2 separate regions of the Sus scrofa genome follow, and region 1 is linked to region 2. The links are chromatin contacts, called in public HiChIP or PLAC-seq maps. All regions are on one chromosome and are shown on one strand. The core of a region is the stretch at or near the end of the contact, and the rest is flanking DNA. Distances in the headings are between cores, read along the strand shown. Region 1 overlaps LOC102158034 (a long non-coding RNA gene). Region 2 has its middle 520 kb from the start of FAM49B.

Region 1 (4,989 bases), core at 964-3,463, 140 kb before region 2:
GTTTTTTATTGCCGAAGACTGGTCTTGCTCATCCTGACCTCTGACAATGTGAAAGACTGAGCACAACAGCAGAAGAAGTTTCCACGGAATTAAGGAAACACAACCTGGTAGAAACACTCATATAAGAGATGAGATCTGGGGAGTCCCTACTGTGGCACAACAGGACCTGCAGGCGTCTCTGTAGCCCCAGGACACAGGTTCGATCCCTGGCTCTGCACAGTGGGATAAAAGGATTCAGCATTGCTTCCTCTGCAGCATAGACTGCAGCCGCAGTTCAGGTCTGATCCCTGGCCTAGAAATTCCATATACAGTGGGGCAGCCAAAAAAAAAAAAAAAAGAGAGAGAGATGAGATTTGGGACATGGAGGAAGGAGTGACCCACTATTCTAGGGCAGGGAAGTTGTGGGGATAAAGAGAAGGCTTCATGATGGAGACGACATTGTGATGCTGGGTCCTGAAGACTGAGAAGGAGTTTGTTAGCTGCATAAGGTAGAGGGCATCCTAGACAGAGGAAACAGCAAAATCAGCATAGAACTGTATGAAATTACCTGGCACAGAGTTCCTACGGCCCGCAGACGAGAGGTGGGGAGAGATATGGCTAAAAAGCTGAATGAAGCCGGGAAGTTGGGGGCCTTGAAGGCCATGATGAAGTGTAAGGAGGTCAGGCTTGGCACTGAGATACTAGAAAGACAATTGAATCCAGGAAGCACCAGGTTACACATGTGTTTTGGAAAGGTCTCTGTGACGCAACTGAAGAAGATGGTTCAGAGGGAACAAAGGAGAGTCAGGAAGACCCTTTCAAAGATTCCAGTACTCCTGAGAATGGATGATGAAAGTCTCAACCACAAAAGGGGACCTGGAGGAAATTCGGCTTTAGGTGACATCAGACATCAGGACTCAGTGATACGCTGGATATTGGTCTGGAGACAGTAGCAACCGCTGGAGGAGATGGAGGGTCCATTTAGGTGGCTGTCACATGGTGGTGAAACTGCATCTCCGAGAACAAAGGTTTATAGTGGATCTTTTAAGACTCTGACAGAAACTCACGCCCCTACCCAGAAAAAGTCACATAGGGACATAGACAATTTTTCATGCAATTTCAGGTGCTTCACAAGCTCTCTGAGCCCATACATGAATGGGACTCCAGATCACGAGCCCCCGTTTTATAAGAAGAATTTCAAGGCAAAAGCACTTGTGACGTTTGGATTGTCGATTGTTAATGACCTAGAATTAGTCTGTCAGCGTCCAACACTGCTAGTTGGCTGTCTGCCCTCTCACACTGCAACAGGGAGTAGAGCTGAAGCACTTGCCATGTGGTGGCCACGGGGCAGGAAATGGGATCACAGGAGGAAACAAAGCACCGAGCGGGGATTGGAGAAGTGGTCATCACCGCCAACCCCCAGATGTGTCTGAGTCAGTGTCGAGTCATGGATCTGAATGAATCAAGGACAGCCCCTGTTTTGACCTTCCCTCCGCATCTGAGACTCTCTTTAGTCCTCACAATAACCTCGTGACATTAGCAGGGAAAGACTAGCAGATCCACGTCAGAAGATGAAAGGATCAAAGTTCCGAGAGAGGGACTGACTTTCTCTCCCAAGGCTACATGTGGTTAGAGGCAGAGACGGAACTTTGTCTGTTTCCCGCTTTTTCAAGGCTATTTCCTTTGAAGACAAGATAGCTTGAGATAGCAAGATAAATGATGTGCTTCTGGGAGGTTCTACTGTGTTGCAATGGGATTGGGCACCAGGATGCTAGTTTGATCCCTCGCCTCGCTCAGTGGGTTAAGGCTCCAGCATTGTTGTGAGCTGTGGTGTAGGTGACAGACACGGCTTGGATCCAGCATTGCTGTGGCTGTGGTGTATGCGGGCAGCTGCAGCTCCGATTCAACCCCTAGCCTGGGAACCTCCATATGCCACGGGTGCGGCCCTAAAAAAAAAAAAAAAAAAAGAAAGAAAGAAAGAAAGAAAGAAAGAAAAAGAAAAAGATCCTCCAGCGTTGCTGCAACTTTAGGTCACAACTGCAACTGCAGCTCTGATCCAGTCCCTGGCCTGGGAACTCCGTATGCTGTGGGGCAGCCAAAAATGGGAGAAAAAAAAAAAAAAAAAAAAAAGATGTACTCTTATCTGGATAGTGATCCAGTTGTTGCTCAGAGTGTTGGGACCCAGGACACTGCTGAGGTCATAGCATTCAGGAGGCAGTGGGGGAGGCCATGGAGCCATTCAGAACACCGTCTGCAGTTTTCGACAGACTTGGGTTCAATAGCTAAGGCTGCCACTGATATCTCTGCAAGATTGACCAAGCTCTGTAACGTCATTGGCTTTCGGTTTCCTTGTCTTTAAAATCAAGATAGCAATATGCGTCTCCAAAATTACCCAGGGCAAATGAGACACGAGAAGTGAAAGTGACCTCTCTCAGCACGGGCTCCTCTTCTGAGGGCTTCAGCAGGCACAGCAATTTCCCTGAGATTATAAATCCTATCTGCAGGCTTCTGACACCAATCTTCTTCTCTCATTTCACCCAACAAGGGCAACCAGCCTGCCAGAACGGTCCACTGGCTGACCTGCCTGGCACACCCAACTCTTGTCTACGTCACGAGAACAGTATGTGCCAAGAACATCTGAGACCTTAATACTTGAAGGGCGAGTCTTTACAGACTTAATGAGGATCTATTTTTAAACACTCATGCTCAGAAATAGAGGACAATAAGCTTGTGAATGCAGAACATTCTTGATGAAGAGAGTTGTTACAGGGTCTGTGTCATGGAACATTCCGGCTATCTTTACTGTCCTTATAATAGCTTAAATCTGTTTACCTATTTAGTCACTTGCACCATTTGAAGGTCACCCTTCTATAAGGAAATAAAACATGATATATTGTGGCTTGTTATGAGAAACAACTCGATTAGAGTTATTTTTCATTTAGGTAGTTAATTGTAATAAATATGAGTAAACTCTGCTATGATAAAGAGGTACAGTCTCCATACCATGTGTTGCAGAGAGAAAATGGGAAAACCCTAAAACTATAGTATTTAATGTATAATGTCCAAACACTTGCTAATGATGTGACTTTGAGAAAACCAGAGTTAGGTTTTCTGGATTAAAGTTCCTGGATTAAAGATCCAGCATTGAGAGTTCCCTTTGTAGCTCAGCAGTTAACAAACCTGACTAGGATCCATGAGGATTTGGGTTCGATCCCAGGCCTCACTCAGTGGGTTAAGGATCCGGCACTGCTGTGAGCTGTGGTGTAGGTCCAAGACATGGTTTGGATCCTGCATTGCTATGGCTGTGGTGTAGACCTGAAGCTACAGCTCCAATTCAACTCCTAGCCTGGGAACTTCCATATGCCATGGGTGCTGCCCTAAAAAAAACAAAACAAAACAAAAAAAAAAAGATCCAGCATTGCCACAGCGGGGCACAGCCAAAAAAATTAAAATTAAATTAAAAAAAAAAAAGAGAAAAACTCTCTGATGTATGGAGAAAAAGGAATCTTCCTACACTGTTGGTGGGAACGTAAATTGGTAGAGCCACTATGGAGACCAGTATGGAGATTCCTTTAAAAACTAAAAACAGAATTACCATATGATCCAGCAACCCCACTCTGGGTGTACATCCAGAGAAAACTATACTTTGAAAAGATATGTGTACCCCAATGTTCACTGCAGTACTATTTACAATAGCTAAGACATGGAAGCTTCCTAAAAGTCATCAACAGATGAATCAATAAAGAAGATGTGGTATATTTATGCAATGAAATATTACTCAGCCATAAAACAGAATGAAATAATCCCATTGGCAGCAACATGGACAAACCTGGAGAGTATCACACTAAGTGAGGCCAGATAGAGAAAGACAAATATTATATGATATTGCTTATTTGTGGAATCTAAAAAAGTGATACAAATGAACTTATATACAAAACGGAAGCAGACCCACAAGCATAGAAAATAAATTTATCATCACCCAGGGGGAAGGAGGGAGGGGTAAATTAGGAGTTTAGGATTAGCAGATACATGCTGCCAAATATCAAACAGATAACCAACAAGGACCTACTGTAGAGCACAGGGAAGCGTACTCAATATTTTGTAATAACCTATAAGGGAAAAGAATCTGAAAAAAAAAACCAAACAGATATATAGGTATGTATAACTGAATCACTTTGCAGTACACCTAAAACTAACACAGCATTTTAAATCAACTGTACTTCAATTTTTTTGAAAGAGGAAAGAAAATCTGAGGATCTAGTTCCTTATTTCTCGGCTGGGGATAAAATGCAGGGTCATCACCTTCACAGCCTCCTTAAGACGACGACAAACATTCAAATTAAGTTGAAGGATTATTAAGCGCTTCCTGAACTCCCTCCTCCATCCCGTGGCTTCTCATTAAGGACTCGAGATTCAGTGTGCCACGGACATGCCCTGTGGTTGCCTTCCTGGGCATCACTTGCCATTCTGGATCCTGCCATTTGTTACCATTAAGCAATGGGATTTGCGTAAGATCCATTTCTTCAAATGAGATATATGGTCACAAAGCATGGGTTTTGAAATCCGCTAGGGTCTCACTGGAATTCTGGCTCAACACACTGGGCTTTATATGGCCTTACTTTCCTTGTGAGTAAACTAATATGAATATCTTTTATTTTTCTCTTTGGCTGCCCCACAGTATATGGAGTTCCCAAGCCAGGGATCAGATCTGAGCCACCGTTATGACCTACACCACAGTGCAGCAACACAGGACCCTTTGACCCACTGTCCTGGGCTGGGAATCAAACCTGCGTCCTGGTGCTTCAGAGACGTCATCGATTTGGTTGCGCCACAGCAAGAACTCCTGAATTATCTTTTCCTCAGGGTTGATTATTAACAGTTTTGTTCAGCTACAATTTATATACCACACATTAAGTTCATTTAAAGTGTAAAATTAAGCGACTTTTAGTATATTCACAAAGTTGTACAGCATCACCACAAACTAATTTTAAAACATTTTGTCACCCCAAT
Region 2 (5,345 bases), core at 1,018-3,517:
GTGAGTTGTGGTGTAGGTCACAGACGCGGCTTGGATCTGGCATTGCTGTGGCTGTGGTGTACGCCAGTAGCTGTAGCTCTGATTCAGCCCCTAGCCTGGGAACTTTCATATGCCACAGGTGTGACCCTAAAAAGCAAAATAAATAAATAGATAAAATAAAAAACAGAAAAGACAAATTTATAAAACTGCCCCTTCAACTGACCTGAGCTAGAATGATATATAGTACTTAGAGCTTAATGATATAAAGCATCTATGCTTAATTTTAAAGTTTCGTTTTGATATTCAGATGAAGATCAAAAATCTTATATATTAGGATCTCAAAAAAAAAAAAAAAGAATCTTCCCAGCACTCAACACGTCAGATATGTTTTTCTTTCGCCATTCTCTCCGCACTAGGATGCAAGTTTCATGAGCCCAGTGAGGTTCCTGCATTTTCCCCAGAATCCAGATGTCTGATCAACGATCACCCAGAGCTGATCACAGCTCTTTGGACCTGCTATCCTTCCCATCCCCCAAAAAGGGGTCTTTGGAGTAAGGAAACCCAGGGGTACCGCTAAGAGAGTATTTGACCCTATAGGGTCAGACTAGGACGGTCAGGTGCTTATTCAAATCAGCAGAGGGTGGTGCTTCAACTCCTGCCCTTGGTCTGAACCCCAATGCAGACCTCACCGCATCCCCCACCCAACAACCTGAGGCATAACTCGGGCCTCCATTAGTCAGGCAAGCCTGCCTTCTGATGGCCCTCTTGAGCAGGATGGGGTTTTGGGGGGGTTTTTTTGTCTTTTTTCAGGCTGCTCCCACGGCATATGGAGGTTCCCAGGCTAGGGGTCCAATCGGAGCTACAGCTGCCAGCCTACACCAGAGCCACAGGAACTCGGGATCCGGGCCGCATCTGTGACCTACACCACAGCCCACGGCAATGCCAGATCCTTAACCCACTGAGCGAGGCCAGGGGTCAAACCTTCAATCTCATGGTTCCTAGTCGGATTCGTTTCTGCTGCGCCACGACGGGATCTCCTTGAGCAGTTATTAACTCACAGTGATCTCCCAAAGTCCCCTAAGTTTCCCTCTCTATCTATGGCCCCTTACTGGGACTTCTACAACCACCTATGCCTACTCCACCCCTATCACCATCCTTCCCATCCTCCAAAAAGGGGTCATTAGAATAAGGAAACCCAGGGTCTGGCCAGTTCGGCACAGGAAGCTTGTAAAACTCCACTCCCCAAGTGTCGCTTTCTGAATCATCTGCCCTTTCTCTGGGGCCACATGTCTCTCTTTGCCCTCTGATGCTCAGGCCTTGGCTGGGTTTTCAGCGGGCTCACGAGTCAGGGTGTCCTGACACTGCAGTCCCTGCGGCAGCCCAAGAACCTTGCCTGACCCATCTGGGAGCTTCCCGAAGCAGCAGGAGAAATCTTAGTCACAAACCAAGGATCATGGGACAGCGTGACCCTGCTCAGCCTGGGCCCCGGACCCAGCTGGAGACATAGCTTCAGCCTGGCTCCTCGGGGTAATCACAGCCCCTCCAGGCCGACCACAGCATCAGTGCAGCTGCAGGGGCCTGGGGGTGTAATCCCAGAGATGAGGCAGAAATAAAGAGACAGGGGGAGGGGCCCAGACACATCTTTAAAGAAAAGGCGGGCAGAAAAGAGAGACCCTGCAGTCCCTGAGTTCTACCAGCCGACTCTAATTTCCAGCTCTCCTCTGTCTGTCTCCATCTTTCTACAGTGTCTTCCCAGGGGTAGCCCCCCACATCCCCTCCCCCACAGTTTATCCTTCTTCCACTGCCAAGTTGCATCTCTCTGCCAGCAAACCCAGCCTAAGAGGTGGCCTCTTTGCGCGAGACCTCTGAGCCCATGCCAGGTCCGGACCTCGGGGGCACTTGCCCTAGTAAGAGGCGTTAGCAAGCATGGGCATTTGCTCAATTAAGGGATAACTTTCCTTCCAAGAAGGCCACCCTGGCAAAGCCCCAAGTGCTCCAGAGTCTCCCCACCCCCACCCTCACCCTCACCCAGCTTTGACGCTCTGATTATCCTATTGTTAGATCAATAGCCCATCTGCTCCTCGGAGGGGTCTAAGCCATCCTCTGCTAAATTAAAACAGATAGGATCAATCCACGGTTAATTTCTCCCAACCAAACAATTTATCTTTCTTTTGGATTCCCTAGGAGGGTGAATTATATAATCCTGACACACCATTAGGGCTCTCTGACCAAAGAAAGCCCTGCTACAATGCTCGCCCGCTCTCTTTATTAGCAGCTCGACAGTGTGACAAAGCCAGAGATTTATCTGAGAGTGTGATGCAGACCTGGCTTGAACCTTGCGAAGTCTGTGCCAGGGCACCGTGGAGGGGAAGGAGGATCTGAATGCCAGAGCACGTTAATAATCTGAGAGGAGGAATGAAACCCACATTTGAGAAGCTAAGTGTAAGCTTCTATTTCTGAAGCCTCGATGGCCATCCTTACTGAAGAATATCTCCTCAGCTGAAGGCAGAAATCAGGATACCTGGTACCAAAATGTCAATGGACACACAGGATTTAAATCCAAGCTGGAACCCACAGCCAAAATTGGCACAAAAATTGTCAGTCAACTATAGTTAAATTAAAAAACAAATAAATTTTTCAAAATCCAAGCTGGAACAAACATGGAGGCAGAGAATGGAGGAATCTACAGTAACGAGAGTAGGTATTGTTGGGCACTCATATTATTGGGCACCTCCTGTATGCTAACCCATGTGATGCTAAATGCTGTGCAGACTGAGGCTTTGGTAGGTAAGGGACCTCCAAGATCACAGAATGAGTAGGTGACGGAGTCAGGATTTCTTACCAGGAGGCATGCACGGAGAGAGCCCTACCAATTGTTAGAATATTGGGGTATTTCCATTCTGGCTGGTAAGTAGCAGTGCCCTTAAGTGCTTCCTGCATTTAAACCCAGCATACACACACACACCTAGTTCCCTAAACCAGGACACCTGGCCCACCCATGACACAGTAATTCAGTGATTAACACACGGTGCATCAGAGGGTCTCCAAGATGCTGCCCTCCGTGTGAGGGCTGACATCCATGACCGTGGTTGGTATTTTGATTCCTTCCGGTAATTCCAGGACTTATTCCCAGGGAGGCCTGCCTTCCAAACTCACATGCTTCATTAGAATGCCTGTATTCCCAAGAGGAAAGAGGACCGATGGGACCAAGTCTGGGGGATGTTAAGGAAGACAGGAGGATGGTTCCAGTAAAGCATCCACAAGATCAGTCCGGCCCACCAGTGGTTTAGCTTTCTAGAAGGGGCTTCAGCAGGAGGATAAGAATCATAATAATACCTACTGATCACTTACCATATATCTGGCACTGCTGGAGCACTTACAATTATTTCATCTTCATGGTAAAGATATTAGTGTAGTATTTGATAAAGAAAAGTAGATAAGATAAAGAAAAGTACCATTATCCAGATATGTAAAAGGCTGAGCAACCTGCTCAAAGTCTCGGTACTAATAAGAACGGTGCCATGGAGTTCCCTTGTGGTGCAGCAGGTTAAGAATCTGGTGTCCTCCAGCTTGGGTTGCTGCTGTGGTGCGGGTTCCATCCCTGGTCCAGGAACTTCCATATCTCATGGGTGTAGCCAAAAGAGTTGTTTTTTTTTGTTTTTTTTGTTTTTTTTTTTAAGAATGGTGCCATGATTCAAACATAGGCTATTTAGCGTCAGAGCCCAGGCCATCAGCCCGTTCACCATATTGTTTTTCCAGAAGGAGAAATAAAAAAGGAAAGAAAGTCCCTCAGAGAGTGAGAGAACAGGCAGGTGGGTCATCTCAGGGACTTACTCCTGTGTCCAGCATCAAGGCGGCTTGCCCTGGACACAAGGATGTGTGTAGAGAGGTGGCCATTACTGGGAAAGTGAAGCATTGCATCTTCCAGAAAAAAATCTCCCAAGCCTCAGTGTTGACACCCAGTTGTACCAATACTGTGGTAGGTGACATTTGCTGTATTTGCCTGCTCAGAATCTATTCCTTTTATTCTAGACACAACACCTTGATTTCCATGTGATGTGCCAATCCTCCCGTAGCCTCACTAATGTGCCTGAGGTTGCGCCAATCAGAGATTCTTCTCCCTGCTCAGTTTACTGTGTGTCTATGAGACGCAAATTCCTGATGATAAGGTCCAGCTATGCCTGGACCAGAGGGCCTAAACTTTTTAGGCACAAAGTCTCTCTTTTCATTCAGAGAGACCAAACTAGACTTTTGTCCCTTAAAACAGAAAGAGTCCTGTGTTGTTATATTCCTCTATAATTCACAGAGGGAAAAATTAAGAACAGCCAAGATCAGTTTGCTGAGATCTGGAGCCAAGCTTAAAACAACTTGTTGAGAAACACCACTCATGAGACCTCCAAAGGATAGTGGCTTTATTTTTGTCTTTCTCTGGCTAATCTATCAGGCTGATCCAGGACAAGAAATATGCTTCATAATCGCCTGAAATGGTAAAAGACTCTTAACTCATCAACTTTGAAAAAACTCCAACAGAAAAAAAATGGCAGAGACCTTGTTATGGGAAGAAAGGAAGGGACAGTGGCAGAGATTGAGCTCATTAGACCCGGGCCAGAAAGCAGTGAGATAGCATGGCCCGTTTCATGGGGAAAGTCAAAAGTTCTTTCTAGGTGTGCTGTTACTCTGTATCAGGCCCCAGTTGGGAAAACAGATTTTAACAGAGAAAATGAATACGGGGAGTTGGTTAAAAAGTTATTGCAGGGAGTTCCCTGGTGGCCTAGCAGTTAAGGATTCGGCATTGTTAGTGCGGTGGCTCGTCACCTCTGTACCATGGGTTCAATCCCTGGCCCACAAACTTCCTTCCAATTTCCACATGCCTTGGACACGGCCCCCCAAAAAAGTTATTAGTGGATTGACAAATAAAAATAAGAATGTTAATACAATGAAAATGTGGCAGTGAGCAGCTATATTCAGACTGATTTATGGGAAGACGCTGGGGTTATCAGAAACCAGCAGCTCAGAGAAGTGGCTGCAGGATTCAGCCACTAGGAGCTAGGATTCAGATCCTCTGAAGAGAGCATCCTGCCTGGCTGCTTCTTCCCTTCAGGAGCTTAGAGGAAGAGTCCTCTAGAACTAAATTTCAGTCCTGTAAGGAAGAAATGCTGCCAGGCTTCCCCTAAGGAGTGCAGTGAAACTACGAATGTGTGGAAAGAGACTGGACCCTGGAATTACCTGCTACTCCTGGGGTGGAGGGCAGTTGCTGGGGTAGCACAGAGAAGAACAGCAGCAAAGAGAAAGAAGCAGGTCCCCATGCTCCCCTCCTGACTTCTGGTTTCTCTCAAGTGCCCCTTGGGGGAGAAACTAACAGGGAG

The links. HiChIP or PLAC-seq counts read pairs in DNA pulled down with a chosen protein or histone mark.
Region 1: an H3K27ac HiChIP or PLAC-seq map of skeletal muscle shows a contact between it and region 2. The contact joins two enhancer-like sites. A contact is called at or near these places in 1 of 47 Hi-C or Micro-C datasets (skeletal muscle) and 2 of 2 datasets of contacts at active chromatin or transcription factors (alveolar macrophages and skeletal muscle).

What each region holds. Positions count from the first base shown.
Region 1 is chr4:11,133,860-11,138,848 of Sscrofa11.1, reverse strand. All of the region lies in intron 2 of LOC102158034 (a long non-coding RNA gene), which reads right to left. Among named protein-coding and RNA genes, the nearest start is that of FAM49B, 660 kb to the right of the region's middle. Within about 2 kb of position 2,213, at least 17 of the 83 cell types and tissues checked have an H3K27ac peak or open chromatin away from gene starts, as enhancers often do. A contact at or near this core is called in skeletal muscle, where this site is marked.
Region 2 is chr4:10,989,488-10,994,832 of Sscrofa11.1, reverse strand. No RefSeq gene overlaps it. Among named protein-coding and RNA genes, the nearest start is that of FAM49B, 520 kb to the right of the region's middle. Within about 2 kb of position 2,267, at least 7 of the 83 cell types and tissues checked have an H3K27ac peak or open chromatin away from gene starts, as enhancers often do. A contact at or near this core is called in skeletal muscle, where this site is marked.